6 separate regions of the Mus musculus genome follow, and all the other regions are linked to region 1. The links are chromatin contacts, called in public HiChIP or PLAC-seq and promoter capture Hi-C maps. All regions are on one chromosome and are shown on one strand. The core of a region is the stretch at or near the end of the contact, and the rest is flanking DNA. Distances in the headings are between cores, read along the strand shown. Region 1 holds the start of Nhlrc2 (NHL repeat containing 2). Region 2 holds the start of Trub1 (TruB pseudouridine (psi) synthase family member 1). Region 3 holds the start of B230217O12Rik (RIKEN cDNA B230217O12 gene). Region 4 overlaps Ablim1 (actin-binding LIM protein 1). Region 5 overlaps Ablim1 (actin-binding LIM protein 1). Region 6 overlaps Ablim1 (actin-binding LIM protein 1).

Region 1 (3,865 bases), core at 909-3,408:
CATAGTCCAAGGGGAATTTTCTATGTGTTAAACATGACATTTATCTTAAAATATAATAAAAGCATGGCATCACTTCTGTTACTGGCACATTTCTGTGAGGCTGAGTCATCTCAGACTACCTTCTAGTTCCTCTTCTGGTATATTAACATGCATGATGAATACAACATATCCATATTTAGAAACCAAATGTATTTATAATTTTTTTTTATCTAATTCTAAAGTAGGATAACAAATAGGCCTGGTTTATTCAGCTTGTAGGAACACTCATCTATAAAGTGTTAATACCACTTAACTTATATAGTCCTTATAAGAGTTAAGTAGGAGAAAGCAGAGTGAAAGAAAGGTTCAGCGACATTTGTGGAAACTGAGAAGTTGAGATGATGGCTCAGTCGACAAAGTGCCTGCTGTGTCCACAAGGACCCGGGTTCCTATTACAAACCTGTACGTAAACAAGTCAGTCATGGTTGCAAGCGCCTATAGTCCCTGGGGGGACTGAGGGGACACTGGCAGGAGCCTTGATGGGTCTTTCCTTACCTGTGTCAGAGATAGGTGGAGAATCCAAACACTCAAACACATGCCACTGGGGCGTCTGACCCAGCAATGAGGAGAAGGGCATCTGGCAGCTTGGGCAGTATCCATCATAAACAGGGCGCACCTTCGGGGTCACTTGCTTCCCTCTGCGAGTTCTATGTTGCTTTTTCGGTGTTGTCTCTTTGTTTTGAGACTGCTGACTCTCATCTCTACAGCTCGAACTCTGACTGGAACCTGCAGAAATCTGACTGTCTGTTTCTGCAAGGCACACTTTGTGGTCCTTCGTCTTGCCTGGATTTTCTGAAGTCCTTTTTTCATTTCCTTTTGACTGGTGTTTTCCATCTGTTGATTTTTCAACAGATTCTGAAATATTTTCAGAACAATTATTTGGATGTACGGGTTTGGGCTTTCTTTTAGATTTATATTCCCAGATTTCTTCTTCCCAAAACGTGTCTTCTAACATGGCCAAATGATTTTTGTGAGTACAGCACCAGTCTTTGGTGAATTCAGAGTCCATTTCTTGTAACAAGTTTTTAATAGGAAAAAAAAAGTAGCCAAAAGCCAACTAACTTGGTTGGAACTGAAAGCTTTGGTGATATTGGCACACAACCCACTTAGTACCTGTGAACACCTGCTGTTCCATTTTATACCATAATAAAATTAAGAGAACTCACTACAGGGTAACATCTATACGGTTTTCTTTACATTGTGACACTATTTCATTCAGGTTTTTTTTTAACTTCTCAGAACTTGATTTATAAAAATAAGAATCAAGAATGTCTTGAATGTCAAGCACTGACGGTAAGTACCAGGCTCAATGACTTTAACTGAAAACAGTCTCCATATAATGGTTAGAAAGCTATTCTGGCTCTCGTTCATGTGGACAAGTGTCCATTTACAAGTCCAGTCACAGTCCCTAGTCTACTTAGTGTGAGACTAGTCCATAGACTAGACCATAATCAAAGAGGTGTTGGTTACAACCGACAGCTGCCCTTATTCGTGACTCATGGGTCCAACCAGTTTCAGCTTCCTGGGTCAGTCCATTTCTTCCTCCATCCTAGGATCAAACCCTGCACAGTGAACAAAGTTCAAACATGTGAGACTGTACTCCACACCATAGGGGCTGTCTGCCCTGAAATCAATCAGCCACTTCTGCAGACCTCCAGAGAGGTCAGGTACCAGAAAATTCCTACAGGCTCCCGCTCTTTGCCTTTGGATCTGGGGTGGGGGGAAGATCAATGAAGGAGCCCTACATTATTCCCAGGTTAAATAATGCCAACATCCCAATGAGCCCTTGTGCAGCTCGCCCCGTTCCTCCCGGTAGTCCCTCGTGGGCACACCTGGCCTGGCAGCAGGGGGACCCCGCTGCAGCTGCCTCCTCTCTGCGCCAGCTCGCGGGACATTCCATTCGCGCCCGCACTTTCAGCACACCCAGAGTCACAGGACACTTTTGTTGTTGTCAACACAAAACCACCGGCCTCACTGCCTACATTAAAAAAAAAAAAAAAAAAAAAAAAAAAAAAAAAAAGAGTCTCCTCCGAGGGTTGCTTTACCTTCTTTACCTTTCGAGTCTTTCTTGGCGGGAACGCTGTCCCACTGTCACTGCCGTGCCGAATCGGCTGATCTCAGTTTAAGAGTGGGACACACAAATGGGCAGGCTTTTCTTAAGTCGGCTCTTTTAAACGTGTACATGGTTATTTGAATTTTATTTGTCTTGGAATTCCCTGCCGGGCTTCAAAGGCAATGGGTTCCCAGCTCCTCTGGAGCGCGACCCTAGCAGCCTTCCCCGTGTCGAATCTGGCGCTCTGAACGTCCAGGCTTCGCGGCGGCCCGGAACCTGGAAGGGGCGGGGTGGGCAACTCTGGAGTTTAATTACGCGCCAGGGAAGCACGGCCCTTTGGACTTTGGCGTCCGGAGGAAGGCTTATTGGAGGCGGAAGCGTGTGTGGCGCAGGGCCGGGCTGGCCAGGCCCCGCTCTGAGTCAAGAGGGCGGCGCACGCTGGTCCGACCCGCGCCCTCGGCCCCGGAGCCCTCGGGAGCTCGCGCAACATGGCGGCTCCCGGAGCGCGCGGCGCGAGCCTCTCGGGCCTGCTGCCCGCGCAGACCTCGCTCGAGTACGCCCTGCTGGACGCCGTCACCCAGCAAGAGAAGGATGAGTTGGTCTACCAGTATCTGCAGAAGGTGGACGGCTGGGAGCAGGACCTAGCGGTGCCCGAGTTTCCGGAAGGTGAGGGGCTGGCGTCGGGGTGGGGGCCGCTCCCGGGTCCTCCCCTTCCTCGGTGGCTCCCTCCCGCCAGCAGATCGGTGCCCTGCGGTCCTCCCACAGCCCCCGAGGTGCTCCAGGGGAGCAGCGACACACGGAGGGGGTTCTGCTGGGCGGGGACCAGTGTTTGCATCTCTGTCTGGAATCCTGCGTGACCTGACGTCAGTAGCCTCAAGGCTCCATGGGTGTATATTGATCACTTTTTAATGTGCCACAGACGGTTTGAAGCACTTGAGAGCTCCTACTTACCTGGTACAACCCACCGAGACCCTCTTACTAGTCTTGTTTTACAGTTAAGGAAACTGAGGCACAGGGAAGGCTAGGAAACCTGCCCGTCTAATAACCACTAGAGTTGGACTACATTCTACAGGCATAGCATCTGATGGTTTTCTAGTCCAACCGCGTTTCCACGTTCAAAGTGGTGAACCTATTGATCTTTAAAATCTGGAATCAATTTTAGCTTAGTACTCAGGTTTGAATCCTAGTAGTGGGAACTGTTGGGACATAGGGAAACGATACTCCCGGTAGTACAGTTTAAACAAAACGCTCCCTTACCTTCTTTGGTTGGGAGTGTCATTGTTTAGCCTGCCGTGTTGGCATGTGTCCTGGCGTGTGACACTGAAACCACATGCATAGTTAATTTGTTACCTGTGGTAGGGTTCAGGTATCTTCCGGAAGGATCTATCTGTTCCTCCTTCATCCCACAACAGTCTTGGATATTTCGGACCCTTTTGCACTCGCCTTGAGAGGGGCTTACCGTTCCCCTCGTTATACTGGATTTGAAATACCGTGGAATTGCAAAAGAATTGGCTGCATGGAGGTCGGTCCCATCAGAGAAACTTAAAAATGACAAACACGTATATGCAGTGTATACATATCTTCTGAAAACTTTGTAATAAAGCACGTGGTAAATACACTATTATAAGCCAGTAGGCCATCAGTTAGAATTTTGAGAAATGTTTCATTTGTATTTATAGTAAGTTTACTATATTACCATGATATTTGACCACTGTGACTGAAATCATACTCATAAGAAAATAATCAGGCTTTGTCTTTGACATAGCCTGATGT
Region 2 (3,865 bases), core at 692-3,191, 900 kb after region 1:
TGTTGCTCTGAAGAGATACCATGACCACAGCAACTCTTGTAAAGAAAACATTTCATTGGGGCTAGTTTACAGTTCAGAGGTTTAGTCCATTATCATCATGGTGGGAAGTATAGCTGCATGCAGGCAGATATGGTGCTGGAGAAAGAGCTGAGAGTCTACATCCAGATTAGCAGGCGGGAGGGAGGGAGGAAGTGAGGGAGAGAGTGAGGGAGAGAGTGAGGGGGAGAGTGAGGGAAAGGGAGAGGAGAGGAGAGGAGAGGAGAGGAGAGGAGAAGAGGAGAAGAGGAGAAGAGGGGGAGGGGGAGAGGGAGAGTGAGGGAAAGGGAGAGGAGAGGAGAGGAGAGGAGAGGAGAGGAGAGGAGAGGAGAGAGATGAGGGAGAGGGGAAGAGGAGGAGGGGAGAGAGGGAGAGGGAGGGAGAGGGGGAGAGGAAGAGGAAGAGGGGAAGAGGAGGAGAGGGGGAGGGGAAGAGGGAGAGGAGGGAGAAAGACTAGGAGACTGGCTTGAGCATTTGAAACCCCTCCAAACCCACCCCAGTGACACACTTAGTCCAACAAGGCCATAGCTCCTAATCTTTGTCAAGTAGCACCACTCCCTTAATGAAAAAGCATTCAAATCTATGAGGCTGTGGGGACCATTCCTATCCAAATCACCACACAGTTAGAGAACAGAGAACATAGATTAGAGGGTAGCAGAAAAGAGATATGGTGGGGGTGGGGGAGAGGGAAGGAGAGATGGCAGACTGTCTTAGTCAGTCTGAAATATAATATTAAATAAAATGACCTGTGAGTTAAAGGCTTGTCCAATGTGTAAGATGTTGGCTACTTTAGGAAATTAGAGCTTGATTTTTCTAATGCCCAGAATACTCTATCTGTAATGATTCCTCTGACATACATTTGTTGCGTGAATGGTAGACGTGTAACTGGCATCCCCTGACTGGGATCATTAGGCAATGAGGCATCATTAGGGAAGAATGTTAGCCTGGCAGAGCACTATGAGAAAGAATGGCTGTAAGGCAATGTGGGGAAACAAAGAAGACAAAGTGGCTATCCCATAATAACCACACTTCCATTTAATGCATTTGGGGAAGAAGTAAAAGGATTTTTTTTTCCTCTCTTAGAGGGACAGCCTAATGCGAGGTCTGCAAAGAGTTTAAATATTAATTTAAACCATAGGCGTTTTTGTTGTTTTGGGTTTTACTTGTTTGTTTGTTGAGATAAGGTCTCAGTATGTTACCCTGGGTGGCCCGGAACTCACAGAAATCCACCTGCCTCTGACTTCTAAATGCTGGGATTAAAGGCATTCACTGTAGGGGGCTAGGGGGAATTTATGCTAGAGTGAGTTGGTAAATCCTGATCGGACACATTAGTCAAACAATGAATTTTGATTGTTGGTCCTTGATGTTTTGTCTCAGGAATGAGACAGTGGCCAAATAACTGAATGGACCTTGGGGCTAGCTTTAGGAATGTAACCTACAGTTTAGCAGGGGAGAAGGAAAAGGGGAAGAAGAGTAAAGCCTGTTGGTGCCATGTTTGCCATGCCTGTTAGAGAGCCCTTCATGCACCACCACGAATGGATCAACCATATATAGTTTTTGATTCCTATAAAGGAATAGAAACTCCAAAAGAACATTAACATTTTTTTTAGAACTGTCAAAAACTGCAGTCAAAAATTCAAAATTCATACACACACACACACACACACACACACATGCAGGTTATGGGGGGGCGGTACAGAAAGGAAGTGACTCTACCTCAAATACACAAATTAGGTGTTTGCGTTGGATAGTTTACAGCGGCAACTCCAATGTACCTCTTCACGACTAAGAGCATTTGGTAACAGAGATATTAAAGGTTCCAGCAGAACTCCGAGATGCCAGAGCAAGCCATTGGCCTATACCGAGCCTATGGACTACAATTCCCAGAAGGCCTTGCAACACATCGGTGTCATCTCTGCTCGCCTCTTGGCCCAGGCCGTGAAAGCATGGCAGCTGCAGAGGCAGAGGTGGTTTCACCTCTGATTGTGGACACAGCTCCTGACACTTCAGGAACAGCCGAGGCCTCTGTAGCAGCATCGGTGGCGGAAGCGGCCAGGACTGAATCGCAAGCCCCGGCCTCCAAGGCCGCCCTGGCTGCTAAGCTCATGTCGCTGAGCGGCGTGTTCGCCGTGCACAAGCCCAAAGGGCCCACTTCAGCCGAGCTGCTGAACCGGCTGAAGGAGAAGCTGCTGGCAGGTACTGCCGCCCGGGTAGGGACCAGGCTGAGGAGTTCTCCACCACACTGGGATTTTTATCTCTAGTCTTTCTTCTTTTACTTACTGACTTACTTTGTGCGTCTGTGGCTCAAGATAGAAAGAGTGACCACCGAATTAACTCTGGACGAAAACCCAGGGCATCTTAGGCTTGGACTTACCCAAGTGCACACTCTTTCAACAGTGGCCCTTTGAGCTTCTCACGGGAAGTACGTGTAGAGTTGGGGGACCAGTCTGCATATACAGGTTTTCACCCTGGTGGCTGCAGCCCAGTTTTCTGTAGTTTGATCCCTCCCAGGGTTTTTGTTTAACTCTTGCGAATGAGTACCACCAGAGGAAATGCAGGCTCTCTACCCCTAAGTTGCAAACTTAAAAGTTTATTTGAAAAGCACATAGGCTGAGTTAGCTAGGATTTAGAAAGGACACCACTTTCACCTTTTAGTGGGCACGGTGATTCGTCTTCTATACAAATGCAGGTTCCTGATCCCCACACTTGCAGACCCTGAAAGTCTGAAGATCTGGGATTATTTTGGAAATTGTGCTCTATTGCTTCAGATTGTGCTTTCTTTCTTCTTCTTTTTTTAATGTAGTATTTTTTGAGGAACATTAAAATAGAAGATGGCCATTTTTCTAACCATTCTTCCTCTTGATCATTTATAACAGGAGCATTAAAAAGCCAAAACCCTTTAGTTTTGTTTTGCGTGTGAATGTGTATGCAGTGTGAGTGTGTGTTTGTAGGTGAGAGGTGATGTTGGCCATCTTCAGACATGGCTTTCCATCTTGTGTATTGAGCCAGAGTACCTCACTTGAACCTAGATCCTGCCAATTAGGCAAGTCTGCCTACTCAGCTTGTTTTAGGGACAACTGGCTAGGAATCAGGGTAGCATTCAGTGTCACCCTCGTGTTTATAGGGGTGCTGGAGATCCAAGCTCTGGTCCTCACTATTGCTTGGCGAGCACTTTACCCTGTGAACAGTCCCCACGGAGCCTTTCTTTTACTGGATTCTCATGTTAAGCTGCATCTGTGGAATCCTATAGGGACATAGGATGAACAGTGGCCGCCTCTTCCCTTAAGTCGGCTTACAGTCTTGTGATCTCTGCAGTTCCAGATTCTCCAGAGCTTCAGCTTAGCTTGTCTTGTTACAGGTACAGAGAAACCTCTCACAGTGCTCAGTGTCACCTGGAAGACTTAATCTAGTTTTGTTTGTTTGTTTTGAGATAGGTTTGCCTTGAGCTCAACTCAGTGATCCTCCTGCCTGAGCTCCTGAATGTGAGACTTACAGATGGGCACCTCCATTCTGATTTAAATTTTCTCTTTTAGCCAGGAGCCAAACTATTCTGATAAAAACTTTGCTAATTTAAATGTTTATTGAACAGATACACACATTCTTCCGGATGCTAAACAATGGTGTTATACTTGCTCATTTGTGCTCATCGTTAAGTGTGGTGGCTAACTTTGATTGCCACCCCAATATCATCTAGAATTCCCAGTTTCAGTAAGGGATAGGGAACATCTATATTGGGTTGGCTTGTGGCCATGTCTGTGAGGGATTGTTTTAATTAAGCTCATTGAGAGAGGAAGACGCGGCCTGCTGTGGGTGGCACCCTCCCCTAGAC
Region 3 (3,865 bases), core at 1,004-3,503, 810 kb after region 1:
CGCTTTCGGTCTCTAACTCGGGACAAGTTCTTGGAATTGATACCTTTTTTTCATCCCTGCCTTTCTTCACTGGTGCATCACATTAACCCCTCAGCTGCCCTTCTAGCTCTGCTGCCATCTCTTCTCCTGACCAATGTGTTCTTGGGGTTTATAGAGGCAGAATTCGTTTACTCTCAGTTCATCAGGCCTTGTGAGGGGAACGGTGCTACATTTTTTTCCCCCCACATCCTTCTACTGCACCAGAAACCGTCAAACGCTGAAAATATGTATCATCTAGCCGTTCCCGTTTTTCTTGGCTCCTGCCCACTTGGGTGTCAGTTCTCCAGTCTCCCTGTGTTTGGATGTGTGTACGCTTCTTCCAAGTTCACACGTGTGCACATGCCCACAAAAGTCAGACGAGGGTGTTGGTCCCTCTGGAACCAACTGGAGTTGCAGGAGGTTGTGAGCCACCGGGCACAGGTGCCGGGAACTGAACTTGGTACCTTGGAAGAGCGGCAAACGTTCTTAGCCACAAAACAATACTCCAGTCCCGTTTTTATAAAGAACTAAATTTATTATGGGCTTAATAGAATAAATACAGGAGGTTCCAATTGAGGTACTTCAGGCACCTAGGGTGTTTTCAAGGGTAAAGGGAGCCTCCTCTTGGGTTTCCTCAAAGCAGTGGTTGAGGTGAGTCCAACTGCATCAACAACTGCATCCAAGCACTAGGCAGGCTATACATTAGTGCCTCCTCCAGCATTCGGAACGGGAGTAGGAAATCTATCTACTGGCTATACATTAGTGCCTCCTCCAGCATTCGGAACGGGAGTAGGAAATCTACCTACTGGCTTTACATTAGTGCCTCTCCCAGCATTCGGAACGGGAGTAGGAAATCTACCTACTGGCTCAGTTACAGTTCTAGCTAACTTGTGCGTCTTAGAAATTAGGGACCAGGCAGATAAATCATTGAGTATTGATATTAACCCATAGCCAAACATATATTTTATTGTGCTTATAATAAGTATGCAAAGTTAAATATCCATCACACACAACTTGTAGCCCGCCTAAACATCACTCCCTACACAAGTTGTGGCTGCAGGACATTGTGAAAATACAAACTGCCATGTAATTAGCCAGGAAAATTATTATGGTTGATAAACTGACCAAACCTCATAAGTAGTATGAATAATAACAACAAACATTGTGTGCTCTAGGATGGAGCAGGAACAAGGACCTTGAACGTGGCAAGGAACACAGCTCAATGTCCAACAAATAACAGAGGATGTTGCCAGCGTTTTAGTTTACAGAAAGCAAGGCTATGCTTACCTGCTTTTGAGCATAGCAGAAGCAAACAACCAAAGCATGAGAAAGACTCGAGTCTCCCCTTACCTTCTCTCTTGGTTTCCTCTCCTCTTGTGTTGTTACTAATGTTATAACAAGGAGGAGAGCCTGTGATCCCCGGCTTTCTTCACTGCTACATTGGTAACCTCACGGCCCAGAATGGCAGAGCTGGATCCAAACAGGCTTCTCAACCCTGCTCAGAGTTGCGGCGCCCTCTTCTGCCCTCTGCTCAACGAATTATACTATCAATAGGTATTTTTCATCCATGTTAATGAGAAATCTACTTCACCCTAATGCAGAACTCCCCGATCCTTTTCGTGAAATGCTAATACCAGCTTGAAACAAAGTTCTTCAGATTTTCAGAAGTTGCATCAACCATCTTAAAATGGTCAGTGTTTCCTCTACGCCTTGTTTAATACACATTTGCATAGTGTTTTAGGAAGCCTCCAGCCCAGGGCTCATTAACTTGAGGCTTCACTCATCGGTGTTAGGCATCCTGAATATTATTTCCTTTTCCAGAAACACACTGAAACCTTGTAGGCCACCATCCTGCGTTATTTAACCGAACCCTCATCCCACGTGTCCATTTGGCATTTCCGGGTTTTGATAAGGATAAGCTATTTTAGTCTAGCGGGATCTTCCCACCTGCATTGGATGCGGTCGAATCCCTAGCACGTGGACCCGCTGTCCGTTTTTTGCGTTCGGGATGCTGGTATTTTCCCAGCGGCCTTCCAGTCTTGCCCTACGTATGGTACGCAAGCGCAGCGTCAACACGTCGCTGCCAAATCCTCACACTGCTCTCTGGTCACCGAGAGACGAGTGCCAGCACCGCCGGGTGCGCCACGCCAGGCCCGCCCTCCCTCCTGGCCTCAGCCTTTCAGCGCCCCGCCGACCCCGCCCGCCCTGCTCTCCCCATCGGCCCCGCCCTCAAGTCGGCCCCGCCCTCCCTGCTGGCCCCGCCCTCCCCGCCCTGGCCTCTGCGCGCCCCGCCCCGCGTCCAGCGACGCCGGCAGCGGAGACCTGGGCTTCCCCGGGCCGCATCAGCGTCCCCTGCAGGCCGCGGCGGGCACGGCAGCCGGAAGAGCCCGAGCTCCTGCCACCGTGTCCGCGTCGCCGCCGCTGAGCTCCGCGGTGCCCCGATTGCAGCCGAACGACCTCGGAGCCGCCCGCCGCGGCCCCGCGTCCTCCGATCAGAGCCGCCGCGCCTCCCGCCCGGCCTCCGCCCTCCGCTCCCCGCCCGGGCCCGCCCGCACCGGCCTTCACTCTGGAGCGGCCCGGGCAGCCGCAGCAGGGGCGGCGGCGGCGCATCGAGGAGCTCTCCAGGTCGTCCCGGGAGAAGCTGCTGCAGTCCCGGGACAGGATGTTCTCCAAGCTTACGTCCATCCTGCAGCATGCCGTGGAGGCGGTGAGTCCGATTGGGGTGCGGGGGGCTGCGAGGCGCGGGGAGGGAGGCTGCGGCGAGGCCTGGGCACCCCCGGGGCCTCTGCTCTCCAGCCGGGGACCGGGCGGCTCCCGAGGCCTCCTGGCCGTTAACCTCCGGGGCTACGTGGCCAGCGCCGCGCAAGACAAAAGAACGGCGGTGCTGGTGGGCAGGGCTTGCTTTTGCTTTGGTACGGGTGAGAGAGGAGCGGCGGGGACCCTGGGGCCCGGTCCACACCGGTACCGGCTCTGCCAGCTCGGGCCCAGCGGCCCACCTCGGCCGGACCTCGGTGATCGATCTGCGGGAGTTTGCGGGTCCGCGATCGCCCAGCTCACACCATCTGTTTCCCTTTTCTTGTCTGTAATGCGCTTCCTGGAGGCTCTTGGCGCAGCCTGCAACCGCTGTACTGTGAGCCTGGTCCTAAACAGCACCGGGGGGACAGAACTCAAACCGCCAAACGTACAGCACCCAAAAACCTAGGAAGAGAATGCTTTTCTTGTCGGTGCTAAACGCGACCCTTTGCTTTATTTTACTAGCTAATTTTGGACTGAGTATCATCCTATGTGAAGAAAGTTACTGTGTTTTTTTTTTTTTAATGGCATTTTCTTTGCATATTGAGAATGGCCTAATAGTAGCACTTTCAAATTCACATGACTTTCTAAAGAAAAGTAAAAAGATGACAAAATACCACGGTGGTTTTTAGGGTCAGCTAAGAAAATTAGAGTTGTGAGTTTCAGATATGGAGACAAAATTTTAACACAATTGCTTTTTACATACTTCGTGGAATTTGGGTTTCGCTTGGTGGCACATCAAACAAGAAAGAAATGGGGTTGCCTGAGGAGCAGTGTTGACACATGGGGTAGAGAACTGCACTCTAAGATGCCAATTCTACTTTTCTTGCTTAATATGGAGTCAGTGTGCAACAGCATTGGTAAAATAATTTTTAAAACTTTTAACAACACTTATATTGATATTTTGTATTATACTTCAGACTATAAAGAGTCATCAAACTTTTAAAGTTCAACATTGCTTGATATAATGATAACTAAAAGATAACTATGAATAAATTATATGGATGAAACCCTGGGGCCTGCCGTGTTCTAGATAAAAACACTCCCACTGGAT
Region 4 (3,865 bases), core at 370-2,869, 610 kb after region 1:
GCATAGTGGTGCATGTCTTTAATCCTAGCACACAGGAGGCAGAGAGCAGGTGGATCTCTGAGTTCGAGGCCAGCCTGGTCTGCAGAGTGAGTTCCAGGACAGCCAGGGCTGCACAGAGAAACGCTGTCTCGGAAATCTCCACCAACCCCCTCTCGTGCATGAACATGTAAGGACCGAAAATTAACTTAAAATCAAGTGCGGTGAATCTGAGGTGGCAGCCACCCATGGTGCAGTGAAGCCTTCACCAACTATGAACAAAATATATAAATATATGCATGTTGTATGTGCTTGCCTTCAGCCACTCAGTACAAGTGTACATTGCCCCTCTCAGGTTCACAACTACTGCATGGTATGAACTGCAGTGTTTTGTTTTGTTTTTACTATACAGGCAATGATACTGATTTAATAAGGGAAAAGAAGGACATTTTCCTAGTGTTATCAATCAGCATATAAGTATCAAATTAGTATATTTTGGATCAAACTGCTTTAGAGTGCTTGGTTTTAAAAATTCGTGACTCACCTGCTGACTTGCTTTTCACACACACACACCAACACACACAAAATCATTAAATGAATTTCAGCTTGAGATTAGGACAGAATTTCCAATAATTTCTGAGATGGCTTTAAACATACTTCTTCTGCCATTTTATGTATTTATGCAACATGGCAGTCTTAGCATGGATGATTGTAAAATTAAAATATTGATGGAGTCTGAAAAACACTGACGATCCTCTTGGTCCCACAGGTCAGATATTCAGCCATTATTCTTTATGTAACAAAGTAAACAAGAACACTATCCTAGTAGCATAAAAATCCACTTGAGAATTTAATAAATGGTAAAAATTATATATATAACAAAGAACTGTTCTAAAATACATTTCTCTATGATTTTTATCAGTAGATGTCTGATTTATATACTTATTTTAATATTTGCCCACCCAGAATAGTATAAAAATTTCACAGGTGCTAAAGGTTTTAGAGTAGAAAAAAGGTTGAAAACCCCCAGTCTAACGAAGGGTTAACTCGGTGAGATCATAACCTAAGTTTCCCTCTCCCTCATCAGTTAGAACTCTTGAGAGTCAAGATGATATAGAAACCATGCACAAGTTTTCCGTGTAGACTCCCTGGTCCTTGTTTAAACCAACACTCCAGAGCTCTGACATTGCTCTTGAAAACCAAGTGACCAAAGATGACGGCCAGAGTCTGTCGGTTGGGAACTAACTACCCTATAAATAATGCTACGGCCATGTTCTCAGAACGGCTGTCTCCTCCTATAACCATCCGCATCTCTTCCCGCATCTCCGGTTCTCACACTGGCTTCCTACTCATCGAGAGGATCATGCCGGGAGCTCGTGGGTCAGCCTAGTCCTGACCTTAGATTCTTAGAGCAGAAACAATCCCTGGGGGGATGGGGGTGGGGGTACGGGGGTAGGGTCATCACGGGACGCTCAGAGAGTCCTCTTCAGTAACTTCATAGGTGTGCACCCTCGAGACGCCAGAGTACTTTATGCCCAAGAGTCTATTAATCTCAGAGTCTAATATAATACATAGAACCGTACAGTGTAATTAAGCAGAATCCTGCCTCACACTTGGCAAGTTCCCACCAGTTCCACTCCCGGAGTCGTCACCAGTTTGCATGACTCATTGATTCCTTCAAACTTACTTCTCGTAGCTCTGAGAAGGGGCAAACGGTGGACTTAGACCCACCATCCCCTTAACGCTCATCCAGTCACCAGGACTGGGACTAAAAAGCACAGATTTCCCCATGACAAGACCAAGGTGAGCTTCATGCTAATGCAGACCACAGGATCCCTTCAAAGGGAAGGCAAAACCCTCTAGAAGTCCTTTCTGCTTGCTGCTTCCTCTCTTGGGTGCCTCTGTGTGGGGCTTCTTTGTCCAAAAGTGGTTTTGTGGGATTCACACTTGCTCTCTTTAATTAAACCGTAATTTCACGAACCTAGCATAGCCCTACGACATGATTTGGCAACGCAGTTGAGAGGTGACAAACTGTGCTGTGTTGTGATCCGATTTGGCTTTTCTCAGAAATTCAAAGCCAAGCCACGTTATCCGACAACTATAGTTTTATGTATGGCGGCTTAGATACTAAGATAAACAATGTTTAACTGGACAGGAATCTGTGGCACACGCACCAGGCGATGAATGAGAGGAAAAAACTCCTTGCAGCTGGACCTAGGTGCTACTTCAAACATCATGACGTCACCTAAGACCAGAATGGCAGTGATGGTGATGTAATATGGTGATGTAAGACGTAATTGGAGGCTCCTCCTTCAGAACCCTAAACATAGGGAACTCCCACAGACACCATTTCCTTCCCTATATAATATAAGGCCTTCCTGGGAACAGACCTCACCTATCAACTTCTATCCTTGAGCAAAGGATTATCAGTGAGTGATCTCTGTCTATAGTGTGTGTCTTGCAAGCTTTATACTGTGGTTGTAACTGAGCAGGGAACAGAGTGCCGGCCTCAAACTCGGACTCTTCCAGTGGCTCTATCCTTTTAGCTCTGTGGTACCACTACCCCTAAAAGGCTTCTGAGAGATGAGTCTGTTCCCTGTGTTAGTAAACCTCTAGCTGTATCCACTTTCTCATCTGACACCCACATTTTCAAGCAACCCCAAAGCCCAGGCTAGCTCCCCATGAACACCCTCAGGATCCGCTCCTCCGTGGGCCTTCTTGTCATGATTTCTCAAACCAAGTGTCAACATTGCCCTTCTGCCTGGAAGCAATTTTATTAAAACAGTGTTTGTATTGTCAGGAAAAGAATTCACTTGGGACAGTCTGAGTTCCCATTAGAAAGGAGCTGGTACTGCGGTGGGTTAGACAATCATTGTGGGTGATTTAACATTAAGTGGAGCTGGTACTGCAGTGGGTTAGATCAAGCATCGTGGGTGATTTACCATTAATCAAGAACAAAGATTACAGAGTCAAGAACCTTAAGGAGTCAATTTTTAGAGACCTCTACAAACAACAAGAGTGAGCTCACAAAACAGAGCTACAAAGTTGGCTCTCTTGGGAAGGTAGGCACAATCAACTTTCAAATGCCTGTCGGTCAGCTCATTAGAAACACTCCTTTTAGTGGTGAGAACATACCTAGAACACTTGATTCACCATGTCATACCTAGAATGCTTGATTCACCATGTTATACCTAGAATGCTTGATTCACCATGTCATACCTAAAATGCTTGACTCACCATGTTAGTAATTTTCAGGTGGACAGTTGCTCATGTGTGTTCACAAGCTTGTGGTTTCCACACATCATCTATCCACAGGACTACTGTCTTCTTAAAAAGCTGAAACTCAGTGCCCATGAAGCAAAACCTCCTTTCCCTGAATCCCTCCAGTTCTTTGGACACCCCACTTCTGTCTTCTAGCTCAGTGAACCCAATTGCTCAAAATACCCACATGCCATTGGAAGCTCACCTGTAGTGATAATAACATATTAAGAGATTGGGGTGGGGCAGCTATAGAGATGGCTTAGCTATTAAGAGCACTGGCTTCCCCACTACAGGACCCAAGTTCCATTCCCAGCACCCACAGGGTACCCCACAAGCATCTGTAACTACAGTTCCAGGAGATCCAATACGCTCTCTGGATTCTGCAAGCAAAACACCTGCATATAAGTAATCAAATAAAATAATTAAAAAATTAGAAGAAGCTGGGGTCAAGAATGAAGAGATGGCTCCGTGACTAAAGCACTTATTGCTCCTTCAAAGGCTCCAGGTTCTGCTCCTGGTCTCTACTCGAGGACTCACATCACCTGTAACCCCCATTCCAGGGGATCGGATGCCTTCTTCTGGTGTCCCTAGGTGCTGCAACCATGTGGTGCATATACACACACACAAG
Region 5 (3,865 bases), core at 1,019-3,518, 550 kb after region 1:
CTAGCATCCTATGAGCTAGATGAAATGCAAATACCTCCCATTTCTAATTTCTAAAGTGACTTGAAATGATCAGGCAGGCAACTGCACTACTGCCTGGATCACATCATATCAGTGTCTGCAATGGATAGCCGCAGAAGTGTCTTCCAATTCAGGAGAAGGCACCCTGGGTGCCATGGGAGATGCAGCTGCAGGGAGCATCTGAGAACCTAGCAGCCTCGCTAAGCTCTAGTTTTGCTATTGTTGATCTTCAGCAACTTCTCCTATATTCGTTTTATTGGTCGGTCTGTCTATCTATCTATCTATCTATCTATCTATCTATCTATCTATCTATCTATCTATCTATCTATCTATCCATCCATCCATCCATCCATCCATCCATCCATCCATCCATCCATCCATCCATCCATCCATCCATCCATCTATCTATCTATCTATCTATCTATCTATCTATCTATCTATCTATCTTGATCTGAGGTAATCTCATTATATGATAGCTTTGGCCAGCCTACAACTCATTTTGTGGACCAGACTATCCTCAAACTTACAGAAATCCACCTGTCTCTGCTTCCTGAGTTCTGGGATTAAAGGCATGTACCACGGCATGCTATTAACTCATGGTGGTTACTTTTATTGTTAACAATAGTCTTTGCACTTGTTCTGTGGTGGAAAGTTCTAGAAAGCATGTTCATATCTTATCTACCCAACACCTGTTCATACACCTACTATGAGTTAGAAGAAGTCTCCAAAGCTATAGAGCTAGTGTGCAATTTTAAGGATGGTGGTGGCGGTGGCGGTGGTGGTGGTGGCGGTGGTAGTGGTGGTGGTGGTGATGATGATGATAGCCTTCTATTCCCTCAAAGTCAGATAGATAGATAGATAGATAGATAGATAGATAGATAGATAGATAGATAGATAGATAGATGGGTGGGTGGGTGGGTGGGTGGGTGGGTGGGTGGGTGGGTGGGATGGATGGATGGATGGATGGATGGATGGATGGATGGATGGATAGATAGATAGATAGATAGATAGATAGATAGATAGATAGATAGATAGATAATAGATGGCTGTCTGGATGGACAGACAGGTAGATAGATAAATAGCACATACAAACACTGTTAGGTTGGATTGAGGACTAAGCCATTTTTATTCTGCTTAGCCTGCCCAAGAACACCTCAGGCTACTAAAAGCTGTCTGTCCCATGATGCTAAAAGGTTGTAAAAGCATTCATTCCACCAAGCTCGCTAGGTTAGTGCATCTATAAAGGGAATGCTAACTATTTATTAATGTTATAAATTTGTCTCTGAACAATGTGACACAAAGAAACTAGGCCTCTAGTGCCCTGTTGGGCATTTTTCTTCTTCTAAACACTCAAACTCTAAGATTAATTTTATGTATCCATTTATGTTGACACAGGGTCTTGCTGTGTAGCCCTGGCTGACCTGGTACTTATTATGTGGACCAGGATGGCCTTGAACTCACAGAGCCCCCTGCCTGCCTCTGCTCCTGACTGCTGGGATTAAAGGCCTGTGTCACCAATGCTGAAATGAATTTAAAAGGTGTCTCTTCAGGGACTCGCACTGATGATAGCGAGCTTTGGAATCCAAGGGGGTGTTGCTGTGTACACTGAGCAGGAGGCTACGGCGGTTCCTGGGACTCTGCTTTTGGTAAATGTTAGTGTGGTTCCAGGAAAGGAGCCACGAAACCTAGGCCCCTTTCCTAACTCAGTCGCTACCCTACATTCAAGGTCAAAGGTTTCATGGCCTTTATTATTATTATTTTTTAACAGCAGAAGACATTTACTTTTAAGCTCAGCATTTTGAAATCTAAGCCAAATTGGTTCATATCTTTGTGTCTTGTGCAAGTGCAAAAACTAAAGGTTTCTGGTTACTTATGATCTCATTTCTGGTTCCCTTTCCAGCACAAGAACCGTGAGTAGTCAGACTGTGGAGTCCCAGCAACCTGAGGGTCCTCTTGGAATCAAGGTTTCTCTCCTGGTTAAAGAGAAACAATTGCTGGACGGAGCCCAGGAGCCATGTGCTACAATTGTTGCATTTGGTTAAAAGAGGCTTCCGGCAGGTGTAGGACAGACAGAGGAACAAGTCTCCTTTATTTAATCTCAGCGATAGCTTTTTAAACGGTGGCACACCTTTGAAGGTGGACTTTTAAGATTTTTAAATATTTAAACTTGTCACACAATGTACAGCCAATAGGTGGCCCTGTAATGACTGGGTGTGGACCTGTTTGTCAACTGCTTTTCTTTGCCAAGCTGCTATCTCGAAAGTACATTCCAATTCTGTGACATCCATGTTGCAAACAGTCTCCCGGGAATCACAAGCGTCTCCGACCACCCTGGTCTTTTTCCTCTCTGCCTCTCTACTCTACCCAGCCTGGAGGGCTTCATAACAACCACACTCTCCATAGAACAGCCTGGCTGAGGAGCTGTGTGACACCTTCCAAGTTATTTCCATTAAAACCATTCCACTGAGCTCTTCAGAGTGGAGGACAGATGGTTCGGTTCTTGGCTGCCTACCGAATACTATCAGACTAAAAATATTTTGTCTTCGTCCCCAGGGTTGGAGGAGCCTTCAGGGCGGGAACCAAGACTGGAGAGTCAGAAAAACACAGCTTGCTTTTAAAAACATCCTCCCCTGATATCCTCTCCCACTGCGACCAGACTTTCATCCCTGTTCACAAACAACTTGCTGCACGCACTCTGCAGATCCCACAGTTCTCTGGGAGCGGGAGGGAGCTCCTAGCAGCCACTGGCTCTCAGTTCCAATTGTTAGGAGGAAGAAATAACTGGGGGTGGGGGGGGGGGGGTTAAGCAAGTTGAAGAAGGAAGGGGCGTGGATGATCGGAGTCAGGATCCTTGGAGCTTCTTGGTGATGCCCCAAGGAGCAGTAAAGCTAAGCAAGGTTCACCTTTGGATGACAATGGACAATGGAGGAAACAGACTCAATTCACATTCCAGACTTCTACAATGCTGGGTGGGGTCGGTCCAGCTTCAAGTCCTCTGGATTCCTCTGGAAGAGCAGGACTTGGGGATGAGGCCAGGAGCAGCTACACAAGTGGCTATCCCGACCCTCCACCTGCTACAACAGACCCAGGAGACAAGGGGACATTCCAGAGGTGAAACAGTGGCCTACCGGATCCTGACACCCAGAGACAGCTCAAGCCACATCATGGCCCAGTGCGTTGGGAGCTCTGGCTTCCATTGTGTGTAGTGATGTAGCACTATAAACTTTCACCCTGGGGTGAGAGAGGCCTGCACTGTGCCCACAGGCACGAGACCATCTGACTTCTGAAGTAAATACATCTTACCGTAAAGTGACAGGCACACAGTCAATGCCCGGTATTGTCCCATGACACAAAGACGGTGAAAGCCCAGAGAAGGAGTTACCCTACAGGAAGTGCAGGTGAGGCCTTGGGACGATGCTCCTTCCCTGATGCTCAGCAGCCTGGATGCAGAAGCCCCTAACAGATGACAGTTGGTGGCTCAGTGGTTAAGAGCACTGGCTGCTCTTCCCAAGCACCTGGGTTCGATTCCCAGCAACCACATGGTGCCTCACCATGCACACCAACTCCACTGCACCCCACTATGCTAAAATGTTTGTTCCCACATGTGAGAAGAACATGTCACTAATACAACCTGTTGCAGGGGATGGCCATGATAGTAAAGAGAGCACAGTATCTAAGAGGCCTAGGTCAACGATGTGTGAGCCTTTTCTTAGGCTTGTTTGTAGCATTTGACAGTTGAACTTGAGGCCCCAAGAAAAGTTCTATGTCTGTGAGAAACAATAAAGCGAATAAATGGTATGATTTGATGTCTATGCTTACAGTCAATGTAAATTAAATGAAGATACAC
Region 6 (3,865 bases), core at 932-3,431, 530 kb after region 1:
GGAGGGAGATCAGGGGAAGCAATGGAAGCCTGGGCCTAGGACAGCCGCTTTAAGCCACACAGCGCCAACCTGCAGAGCTGGGGACCGTCCTGTGCGACGAATCAGACTTTTGGGGTAAAAGAAATCGGATGAAGAGCGCGGGATGTTTGGTGGCTGCCATGAAACATGAGAGAAAGGAAGAATGAATTTTAAAATAGCCTCATTCAGAAATACTATGAAGAATACATAAAAGGACTGAAGGAAAATGGTAACTAGCATTAAGTAAATAGCAACTGACGGACATGTGTGCAGCTTCAGGGGTCAATCTGGGGCCCTATGAAGTGAATATCAACTGGTCTCCAAATCACAGCATATTTATCTACTATATTCTTATCTATATCCTGACCCCCTCACTGAGTCCTTTGCAATTATTTTGACACTGTTGTGCTTATGGCACAAGGACAAGATGCCCCAGGAGGGACCCAAAGACCATCATTACAAACGCCCTGTGAGTGAGTTCTTAAATATCAAGAACATGGCTCACTCTGGCATTGCTCAGAGTCTTCAAACATTTTCATTTTGCTATGGAAACTGCTCTAATTTGACATGTGATTAAAAGGCCAGGAAATCTTGGCTCAAGAAGTGTGCGTAGACACACCCTTCAGGCACTCCAGATTAATTCCTCTGTTGAAAATGTACCCCACTCTAAGCCTCACCAGCATCAGCCTATACCCCAACTCTGGGCCGGAGCCACTTCCCTCAGGTGAGGCCAGCCCCTTCCTATGGATGATGGTGACTTCGAGCCAGCCTGCCTCCCAGGGAGGGCATCACGGAGAGAAAAGCACTGCAATTTTCTGCAAAGCTTACGGAAGGGACAAAACAAAGGAAGACCATTCCTCTTGGCCAGAGCCAGTGAAATCTTTTATTCATTTTTTTCCATAAGCTTCCCTAGAGAGTTCCGTGGAGATGTGTTCAAGGGTTTGCTTTGTTTTCTGATCATTTTAGGGAGAGGCTCTGCAAACTGCAGCTATCCTTACAGAGAAAATATGCCTGGCCCATTCCGTCTGGCCTCATTAACATTCCTCTCCATTCCGCACAAAGACTTCATCAGGGATGAAGTTTTTTGAAAAAGGGGGGGTGGGGGATGCGGGATTCTTTCGAAAACAAAAGCCACCCTGTAGAGGTGGGATGGATGGATGCCTGGCTCCTTGGGTGGTTTTTGGGCAGGAGCCCCAGTGCAGTTTTATATCCCTGGAACAAAGTGTCCACAGGCACCAGTGCCAACGCTCTGGGAAGGTAGCCTGTTGCTTGAATACCCGTGCTTCCTCCAAATTCCAAGCTCAGTCTACCTGGTGGATGAATGGACTTAGGGGGCCATTAGTTATTAGCTGTGTGTGCGTGTGTGTGTGCGTGTGTGTGTGTGTGTGTGTGTGTGTATACTGAAGCTGCATGTCAGAAGCAGGGAAAACCGTTCCGATATCGGCAGGCACATCCCTCTGCTTTCCCCTGGCCCTCAATTATTCCGAGATTTTCTCTTTCCTCTACGTAAAGCCTGCCGCTAATAACAAAATACAAAGTAAAGGCTCCCGTGCATGCATGTATGCCAGTGATGAGAGTCAAAAGGAGATAAGAAAACAGGGCCTACAAGTCCAGAGGGGGCAGCGAAGGGACCTGAAAAATCCACTAACTGTTCCTTTGATGGGCGCCGCCTAAGGGTAGGCCCAGGGGGTTCATGAGTCTTGAGTCCAGCTCAAAAATAAATCTAAACCATTCTTTCCTTGGGACAGCAAGAAGATTAAAGTCAGACTCCATTTTCCTTCCCCTGGGACTCTTAACAGAGGGGCTGGGATCAAGCCTGATTATCACTGTGAGGAAAAGTCAGCCCTGCGTGAAAATCTGGACCAAGGCCAGGCTCTAGGTTAGAGTCTGGGCTTTACAACTCCGGAAGTGGAACTCTGCCCTCTAGGACGGCTCTGAGGACTGACCAATCATAGAGCTGATGGCAGCATTATCCTTGCCATAAGCATAAGGTTTTATGCCTGAGTGACTTGTATCCTTTGGAGCTAGAGGCTGCTCTTTTGAATTTGGATTTCAGAAATGAGCAAAACACACCAGAGCTAAGCAATAGTTACAGAGTCTGGGGCAAAACAGTGCATGGTGGTTTAAGCCAAGAGGGTTACCATGGCTACTTGATGAATCATTTTCCCCTAGCTGTACGACTTTTGGGTACTTTCCTAAGTCACTGACTGCCAAGATAAGGCCAACAGAGTCCAACACAAGCTTAAGAACAACAATAGAACATATTTATGGTGGGAGGGAACCCTCTTAGTTGGCCATTTGGACTTTGGCCTCAGGTTTTCTATAAAGGAAAAAAAAAAAAAAAAAAAAAAAAAAAAAAAGAGCCCATGAGAAGCACTTCCCCAAAGCCCAGGAACTAGTGAGCACACAGTGGTGACCTCCAGAGCATCCCATTCTGACCCCTTCCTTACCCGCAGCTTCTCCTCTGTCTTAGTGGACTGCTTACAGTCGGGATGCCACACGGTAGAACCTGGAAAGACAGAATGAACTGTGGGAATAGAGGAAATGGAAAGAAGGCACAGTCCTGTTAAGCAGACTTTCCACAGACCCCTCCCTCCCCAGCACAGGGTCCCACATGTGACCTCTGACCGTGAAGTCAACTCTACCCTTTGAGTGAGTTCTGAACTTGCTGTACACAGGGCACAATGGAGGGCCACAGAATGGAGTCTGAGAGCAGCCTCACACAAGAGATGTTTCCCTTTTAATAGGGTTACATTGTCTTTCTTTTTAAAACATAAATCATTGTTCTTTAAAAAGTAACACCTGAGACCTGAGTCCTTACTACTGGTTCTACTTGATCTTAGAATTAAAGCCATGTTTACATAAGTAACCATCAAAACACCCAAGCCACTTAATGAAGAGAAGTAGAGTCAAACTCAATGGCCCAGGTCCAGGTGTAAAACCTACTGAAGCTTTCATTTTTTTTTTTTTTTTAGGATTATTTATTTTATTTTATATATGTGAGTACACTGTCGCTGTCTTCAGACACACCAGAAGAGGGCATCCGATTCTTTTGCAGATGATTGTAAGCCACTATGTGGTTGCTAGGAATCGAACTTGGGACCTCTGGAAGAGCAAATAGTGCTCTTAACCACTGAGGCGCCTCTCACCCCTCATTCTTCTATTTCTATAGTTGCCCACACTTAGAGGAGAAATCAGATCAACTGGCAACGTTGTTAAACTTAGTTTATAAATCTTTCAACTTTTTAATTAAGTAACAGGAACAAAATCCTTTGGCTTCAATGAGTCAAGTAATGACCGAGGTGGATTTTCTGTTCCTGCTTCTAAGATCTCCCTTTCTCAGACTTCGAAGAACCTTCATGGGTGACACAGGTATCAAAGAATTAAAAAGCTGGAAGTCTCTCTTATGCTCTTACTCTCCTACTCTCACCCTCTCTGTCCCTTCTTCTCTTCCCTATTCCCCTCTCCCCTCTCTCTCTACATGTTCCTGGCTGGCCTCTCCTCTCCCCTCTCTACTCTGTCCACTCCCCTTCCCCCTCCCCCAACCTGTCCCCTGTCCCCTCTCCCTCTCTCTGCCTTTCTCTATCTCTACTCCATCCTCAATTCCCCTCCCCATGCCCTAAATAAACTCTGTTCCATTTTTTAAAAAAGCTTAAAGTCCTTATCTTGAAACTTCAGCCCCTGTGCTATGATTGTGTAAGACTGGATGCATACATAACAGGTATCATATACATGTACGACCACAGGAAAGGATGATATGTCAATTCTGTGTCCACACATGTATTTCTTCAGACATGGAGGGTCTGAAGAACACAGATCACTTGGAAAGACTCAAACTAGTGAAATT

Evidence for each region. Promoter capture Hi-C pulls out the DNA fragments that hold promoters and counts their contacts. HiChIP or PLAC-seq counts read pairs in DNA pulled down with a chosen protein or histone mark.
Region 2: a contact with region 1 is called in a promoter capture Hi-C map of pre-B cells, with 2.6 times the contacts expected there. The contact joins the promoter of Trub1 here to the promoter of Nhlrc2 in region 1. A contact is called at or near these places in 2 of 39 promoter capture datasets (cranial neural crest and pre-B cells).
Region 3: a contact with region 1 is called in a promoter capture Hi-C map of pre-B cells. The contact joins the promoter of B230217O12Rik here to the promoter of Nhlrc2 in region 1. A contact is called at or near these places in 5 of 39 promoter capture datasets (cranial neural crest, erythroid cells, liver and 2 more), 3 of 484 Hi-C or Micro-C datasets (CD4 T cells, CD8 T cells and embryonic stem cells), 6 of 115 datasets of contacts at active chromatin or transcription factors (the SCID.adh cell line, bone marrow-derived dendritic cells, bone marrow-derived macrophages and 3 more) and 2 of 9 other capture datasets (adipose tissue and liver).
Region 4: an H3K27ac HiChIP or PLAC-seq map of embryonic stem cells shows a contact between it and region 1, with 4 times the contacts expected there. The contact joins the enhancer-like site here to the promoter of Nhlrc2 in region 1. A contact is called at or near these places in 3 of 39 promoter capture datasets (the 3T3-L1 cell line, the C10 cell line and pre-B cells), 2 of 115 datasets of contacts at active chromatin or transcription factors (embryonic stem cells and pancreatic cancer cells) and 1 of 9 other capture datasets (pancreatic islet).
Region 5: a contact with region 1 is called in an HNF4G HiChIP or PLAC-seq map of pancreatic cancer cells. The contact joins the enhancer-like site here to the promoter of Nhlrc2 in region 1. A contact is called at or near these places in 1 of 39 promoter capture datasets (liver) and 4 of 115 datasets of contacts at active chromatin or transcription factors (the 230-238 cell line, bone marrow-derived macrophages and pancreatic cancer cells).
Region 6: a contact with region 1 is called in an H3K4me3 HiChIP or PLAC-seq map of bone marrow-derived macrophages, with 4 times the contacts expected there. The contact joins the enhancer-like site here to the promoter of Nhlrc2 in region 1. A contact is called at or near these places in 4 of 39 promoter capture datasets (the 3T3-L1 cell line, the C10 cell line and hippocampal neurons), 4 of 115 datasets of contacts at active chromatin or transcription factors (the 230-238 cell line, bone marrow-derived macrophages and memory CD8 T cells) and 1 of 9 other capture datasets (liver).

What each region holds. Positions count from the first base shown.
Region 1 is chr19:56,546,103-56,549,967 of GRCm38.p6, forward strand. Nhlrc2 (NHL repeat containing 2) reads left to right here and starts at 2,159. Exons shown (of 11, transcript NM_025811.3): 1 at 2,159-2,758. The coding sequence starts at 2,581. It overlaps Dclre1a (DNA cross-link repair 1A), which reads right to left and starts at 2,020. Exons shown (of 10, transcript NM_001360437.1): 1 at 1,872-2,020; 2 at 535-1,601. The coding sequence starts at 1,048.
Region 2 is chr19:57,450,965-57,454,829 of GRCm38.p6, forward strand. Trub1 (TruB pseudouridine (psi) synthase family member 1) reads left to right here and starts at 1,942. Exons shown (of 8, transcript NM_028115.3): 1 at 1,942-2,232. The coding sequence starts at 1,983.
Region 3 is chr19:57,358,646-57,362,510 of GRCm38.p6, forward strand. It overlaps B230217O12Rik (RIKEN cDNA B230217O12 gene), which reads right to left and starts at 2,254. Exons shown (of 3, transcript NR_040316.1): 1 at 1,369-2,254. It overlaps Fam160b1 (family with sequence similarity 160, member B1), which reads left to right and starts at 2,364. Exons shown (of 17, transcript NM_145505.4): 1 at 2,364-2,725. The coding sequence starts at 2,681.
Region 4 is chr19:57,156,537-57,160,401 of GRCm38.p6, forward strand. All of the region lies in intron 2 of Ablim1 (actin-binding LIM protein 1), which reads right to left. Among named protein-coding and RNA genes, the nearest start is that of Ablim1, 58 kb to the right of the region's middle. Within about 2 kb of position 1,620, at least 7 of the 459 cell types and tissues checked have an H3K27ac peak or open chromatin away from gene starts, as enhancers often do.
Region 5 is chr19:57,096,108-57,099,972 of GRCm38.p6, forward strand. All of the region lies in intron 6 of Ablim1 (actin-binding LIM protein 1), which reads right to left. Among named protein-coding and RNA genes, the nearest start is that of Afap1l2, 89 kb to the left of the region's middle. Within about 2 kb of position 2,269, at least 88 of the 459 cell types and tissues checked have an H3K27ac peak or open chromatin away from gene starts, as enhancers often do. A contact at or near this core is called in liver and pancreatic cancer cells, where this site is marked.
Region 6 is chr19:57,077,345-57,081,209 of GRCm38.p6, forward strand. It overlaps Ablim1 (actin-binding LIM protein 1), which reads right to left. Exons shown (of 26, transcript NM_178688.4): 8 at 2,469-2,527; 9 at 70-153. Among named protein-coding and RNA genes, the nearest start is that of Afap1l2, 71 kb to the left of the region's middle. Within about 2 kb of position 2,182, at least 140 of the 459 cell types and tissues checked have an H3K27ac peak or open chromatin away from gene starts, as enhancers often do.